Regions from separate parts of the Pan troglodytes genome. Here region 1 is linked to region 2. Evidence: chromatin contacts called from public Hi-C data. All regions are on one chromosome and are shown on one strand. Each heading gives the region's core, a stretch centred on a gene start, on an enhancer-like site or on the middle of the called end of the contact. The rest is flanking DNA. Distances are from core to core; before and after follow the strand shown.

Region 1 (2,700 bases), core at 33-2,532, 190 kb before region 2:
CACTTGTTGATGTGTGATCTTAGACCCATGACATCAAATCAGTGAGTTTCAACTTCCTCATCTGTAAAATGGGAATACCTTCATGGGATTATTGTGAGGATTATATAACAAAAATGTTTAGTACCATGCCTAGGACATAGTAAGTGTTCAATAAATGATAGCTGTACTTACTGTTTCTTTTAATTAAAAAAAAAATTTTTTTTTCAGAGACAGAGTCTCTGTCTGTTGCCCATGCTGGAGTACAGTTGTATGATCATGGCTCACCGTGGCCTCAAACTCCTAGGCTCACGTGATCCTCCCACCTCAGCCTCCTGAGTAGCTGGGAACACAGGCTACCACGCCCAACTACTTTTAAAATTTTTATTTATTTATTGTTTTTGAGAGAGGTCTCCCTATATTGCCCAGGCTAGTCTGGAACCCCTCACTTTAAGTGATCCCCTCACATCTGCTTCCCAAAATGTAGGGATTACAGGCATGAGCCACCATGCCTGGCCCTTGTTACTCTTTGAATCCTCTAAATAATAGGCACAGGGCCTTAACTGGTGGCTGGCAGGCACATGAGCTACATGAAATGGGAGTTTCTTCATTCCTTACCAAGCTGGGCTTAGATCCTCAAACCATCCTTCACTACACTGGAAACAAGTGTTTGGGTTATCTGGGGTAACTGATGGAAGGGCAATGAGAGATCAAACCCTGGTACTCTGGAACTTCATTTTGATTTGGGAACTGCAGGTTGACCTGGAGAATTCCCACCCCAGATTCTGGCTTAGCAGATATAGCCTTTTCCTAGGCTTCCACCTGTTGAGACAAACAGATGTAATCTGAACACAAGAGGGGTTTGCAAGCACAGATCTGGTATCAGACTGCCTTACCCTGCAGCATTCCTGGGGTCATAAAATGACAAACATTTCAACACACTGGATCTAACCCTTCCTGCCCTGTAACTGGGGCCTTATGAAACTGCTTCTTGTGATTAGAGCCATTGGTACCTCATACCAAGGCTGTGAGGTGGACTTCATTAATATTGATGAGCTGCAGCTCGTTAACCTCATTTGATGTTTATTTACAACCATTCTTCTCATATGCTAATGAATGACACTGGGCTCTTCAGATAGAAAGGAGAGAACTGGACCCTCTCTGCCAGCATCTCCTTGGCAAACTGCTGTCCCTTGAAACAGAAGTTTGCACAGAGGGAATGAAGCCAAATGTAGGGAATGCAGCAGAGAGGACAAAATGATGTGAAAAGAATGTCTGCAATGTAATGGGGGAGAGAGAAGCCCAGCTGCTGGGGCCACAGTGTGACTGAGGTTTGGTTACACCCACCCAGTGGCTAACAAAGAGAAGCTGAAGGGCGGGGAACTGAGGAACTAAGAAAAGGACAATGTGTTAGATTTTGGAATTGGAGTATTGGGGGTGGAGATGAGTGGGCCCCATGGGTGTCAGGGAGCTTGAAGGCCTCTCTAGGATTCATTCCACTTTCTTCTGTGATCTTAAGAAATCAATCGGCAGGGAATTGGGGTGGATTTCTTTAAGGCAGTAAAATACCCATAGCAATGAATGCTTATCAAATGCTTGGCTTGGAGAAGAGTGCTCATTGTCGCACCATGAAATGGGTAAGTAGGGAGAAATAATCTCTGATTCTCTTTCCTCAAAGTTACAGGTTTGTATATTAAAGAATAGGATGATTAAGCAAAGAAGAGTCAGAGACTGAGGAAAAAATATATCTTTAAATATGGCCATTATCAGGCACAGTCGCTCATGCCTGTAATCCCAGCACTTTGGGAGGCCAAGGAGGGAGGATCACTTGAGCTCAGCAGTTTGAGATCCTGGGCAACATAGTGAGACCCCATTAATTAAAAAAAAAAATTAGCAGGGCGTGGTAACACATACCTGTGGTCCCAGCTACTCAGGAGGCTGAAGCACAAGAATCGCATGAACTCAGGAGGCAGAGGTTACAGTGAGCTGAGATAGCACCACTTCACTCCAGCCTGGGCAAGAGTGAGACCCTGTCTCAAAAAAAAAAAAAAAAAAAAAGGCCATTCTATTGTTTCAGGGCTGCTAAGCAAAACACAGGTCTCTTCCAAATTCCCCAGTATGTAGCAAGTCAATTTTGGGTCATTCCATCCATTCTGAGTGTTTGAAAGAACTAATAAGACATATGAGAAAGGTGGAAGGAAGAATATGTTGGATATATGAAAGTTTATTAATACCAGCAGCAAGAGCAAACTTAAAATTTCTTAAGTACTTCAGTGTCAATTCCCATCAATTTTCTTGACTTTGATTCTGTACTTTTTTTTTTTTTTGAGACAGGGTCTTGCTTTGTTGCCCAGGCCAGAGTGCAGTGGCATGATCTCAGCTCACTGCAACCCCCACCTCCCAGGCTCAAGCAATCCTCCCACCTCAGCCTCCAGAGTAGCTGGAACTACAGGTGTGTGCCACCACACCAGGATAATTTTTTCGTATTTTTTGTAGAGATGAGGTCTCACTATGTTGCCCAGGCTGGTCTTGAACTCCAGGGCTCAAGCGATCCTCCCACCTTGGCCTCCCAAAGTGCTGGGATTATAGGCATAAGCCACCACACCCTGCCGATGCTGTACACTTTACATTACTATTTAGTCAATTATTCCCTTCCTGCCTTTGGGGCCACACTCTCTCCAAAGTATGCCTTTGGGGCCACACTTTCTCCCAATCTGGCTTTTT
Region 2 (2,700 bases), core at 135-2,634:
CTATGCAGCACAGAGCTTGGCAACTACTGTGTTACTGTAGAGCTTGATAAAAGTTAGCTGTAAGCAAAGTCACGTAAGTGGATCCGAGATGATTCTTGGCTTTAGAACATGGGAGCCAGGTAAATAATTATGCTACCGTGTTCCGTGCTAAAATTGAGACTTGGTCCTTCATTCATTGCAGCTGGTCTTTTGCTTGTCTCTTTTAAAGATCTGCCCCTTCTTTCTCCCCTTGAAAACGTGATAGAACCGAAGCATAGTTCCCACTTGTGCCCACTCCTAGAAGTCTGCTAAGCTATAACATCAGTCTAGGGGAACTCATGTCGCCTTAGTTCTCTTGAGAGAGGTCTGGGGAAATGGAGCTTTTCCTCTGAGAGTTTCCCTTCTTAAGTGGTCAGGGATGCAGCCTAGCAACTTCTCCTGCTAAGATTCCTGTGACATGGGGTGAGAGGGGCTGGCCAGGGACTCTTGTAGCTGGAACAGTTTAGAATTCCAAGCCCTCCCTCCCATTGGCCTGAGAAAGGAGTCAGGCTCCAGAGCTCATAAGGTAGTAATTGCCCCAATTTGGGAGCTGGGCTGTTGTGGAGCCTTCGCAGCTACCATTTTCAATCAGGAAGCCTGTCAGCGTGCAGGCCTAATTGATGTGGGTCTCCATCCCCGAATAGCCCCCAACCCCTAGTTCCTCCACCTCAAAGTTTGACCCCTGTTGTCTCTTTTGTTTCTTCTTTTTAAGTTGGTGCCAGTGATGTGATTTTTGGGAGCTGCGGAAAGTTGACCGTAACCAAGAGCAGCTGTTAAAAAGAGCCAATTCTCTAGCTTCCTGGCGGTTGTCTGCCTCCATTTTCTGTTGTGCGTTTTTGATTTAGCAAGAAGCAAACATCCTAGGTGCCCTTGGGCGCCTCTTACGCCCATCCAAGCAGACTTCATTCTTTCACTGCTCGTAGGCATTCCCATCCTTGCTCACAGATGAGCGGACTGGCTGTTAGCGCTCCCTGACACCCTGTTTCCCCATGCGGAATAGGACTCCCCCATCATTCAGGTTCGAATGAGGGGAGGGGCGCTGCCTGGGACCCAACTGGGGAAAGCCTGGCTGGGACTTGCTGCAAGCCCTGACTTGGCCTATGGGAGCTCCCCCTCACCTCTATGCACAGCTGAGGATCAGAGCGGCAAGCAGAGCCGGAAACAAAAGACTGGGAGCAAACCTCCCATCTAGCTGAGAGGCAGTGACACAGAGGTGCTGCTGCATAATTTATCACCGGAGGTTTTCTGGAGCCGGGAAGCTCCTGGCTCCAGGCAGTGCCTTTTTGCGGGAGAGGGACCCTCCCTCTGTCTGGGTGTAGGGCAGAGCAGGTACAGAGAAGGGTATCAGGAGAGACACCTGATTAGCATGTGAAATAAAGAAGCTGCAAGGTTGTAAGTGCCTCCAGGGATCTCTCCAAGCTCGGCAGCTCCACTTCCTGTCACGCCTTGGGGGAGATGGGGAGGGGTAGCGGCCTGCAACCACGCGCTGGCATGGATGAGGACAAGAGACAGCTTCTCTGTTGAGTTGACTGTAGCCTCCTTCTAACCAAGTGGAGAGGCCAGGTTATGGCATCCACAAGCCTAGCAAATAGGAAAGGGGAGCCCCAGGTTTTCCACCCTCCTTCCACGGGCAGTTTAAACAATAAGTTTCAACTACAGGCTCCCAGAGCCAATAAAAGCCGACAACTCTACAATGTATCTTCCCCAAATGAGAATTTCTGCTCTTCTAGGAATGATCTCCTCCAAAGACAATTTTTGCAAATTGTGGGATATGTGGATTTACAAACTGGGATATGTGGTTTAAAAAATCCAAATATATTTCTGGAGCAGTTAGCATTTTTGAGAGCTTTGCTGTGTCCCTGGTACTGTGATAAGCATTTAGTATATATCATATTTATTCCTCACAATATCCTTATGAGGTAGGTAACATTAGATTCCCGTCTTACATTGGCCAGGTGCGATGGCTAACGCCTGTAATCCCAGCACTTTGGGAGGCTGGGGTGGGTGGATCACTTGACGTCAGGAGTTCGAGACCAACCTGGCCAACATGGTGAAACCCCATGTCTACTAAAAATACAAAAATTAGCTGACGTGGTGGCACATCCCTATAGTCTCAGCTACTCAGGAGGCTGAGGCTGAGGCTGAGGTGGGAGAATCGCTTGAACCTGGGAGGCAGAGGTTGCAGCGAGCCAAGATTGTGCCACTGCACTCCAGGCTGAGCGACAGAGCGAGACTCCGTCTCAAAAAAAAAAAAAAAAAAAAGATTCCCATCTTACAGATGGGAAACAGGCTCAGAGCAGTTTCCTGTCATACAAGTAGTGAGTAACTGAGCCAGGATTCCAGGCTATCCCAGAAGATCTAGGTTGGGAAGGTCTATATTTCATCTTGGATTGACCTCTCCTCTGTTTTCAGACATCTCCTTCTCAGGGAGTCTGAATGCCTAAGGAATTACTTCTCAGGTGCTTCTTGAGGGAGAGAGACTTTATTTTTATTTACTTTTTTTTTTTTTTTTTTTTTTGAGACAGGGTCTCACTCTATTGCCAAGGCTGGAGTGCAGTGGCATGATCATAGCTCACTGTAGCCTCGAACTCATGGGCTCAGGAGAAGAGAGAGACTTTAAAAGGTTTCCAGAAAAATGTGGTTTGTTGCTCCCTGAACAGCCATAAACAAATGTGGTTTGTT

What was found. A called contact is a pair of places that touch in the nucleus more often than the background predicts.
Region 1: a Hi-C map of stem cell-derived neural progenitor cells shows a contact between it and region 2, with 2.3 times the contacts expected there. The contact joins two enhancer-like sites. A contact is called at or near these places in 1 of 7 Hi-C or Micro-C datasets (stem cell-derived neural progenitor cells) and 1 of 1 datasets of contacts at active chromatin or transcription factors (stem cell-derived excitatory neurons).

Annotation. Positions count from the first base shown.
Region 1 is chr9:51,116,208-51,118,907 of NHGRI_mPanTro3-v2.0_pri, reverse strand. The region is part of intron 3 of CSTPP1 (centriolar satellite-associated tubulin polyglutamylase complex regulator 1); the gene reads right to left. Among named protein-coding and RNA genes, the nearest start is that of ARFGAP2, 73 kb to the left of the region's middle. Within about 2 kb of position 1,282, at least 9 of the 24 cell types and tissues checked have an H3K27ac peak or open chromatin away from gene starts, as enhancers often do. A contact at or near this core is called in stem cell-derived neural progenitor cells, where this site is marked.
Region 2 is chr9:50,928,020-50,930,719 of NHGRI_mPanTro3-v2.0_pri, reverse strand. All of the region lies in intron 1 of LRP4 (LDL receptor related protein 4), which reads left to right. Among named protein-coding and RNA genes, the nearest start is that of LRP4, 5.8 kb to the left of the region's middle. Within about 2 kb of position 1,384, at least 15 of the 24 cell types and tissues checked have an H3K27ac peak or open chromatin away from gene starts, as enhancers often do. A contact at or near this core is called in stem cell-derived neural progenitor cells, where this site is marked.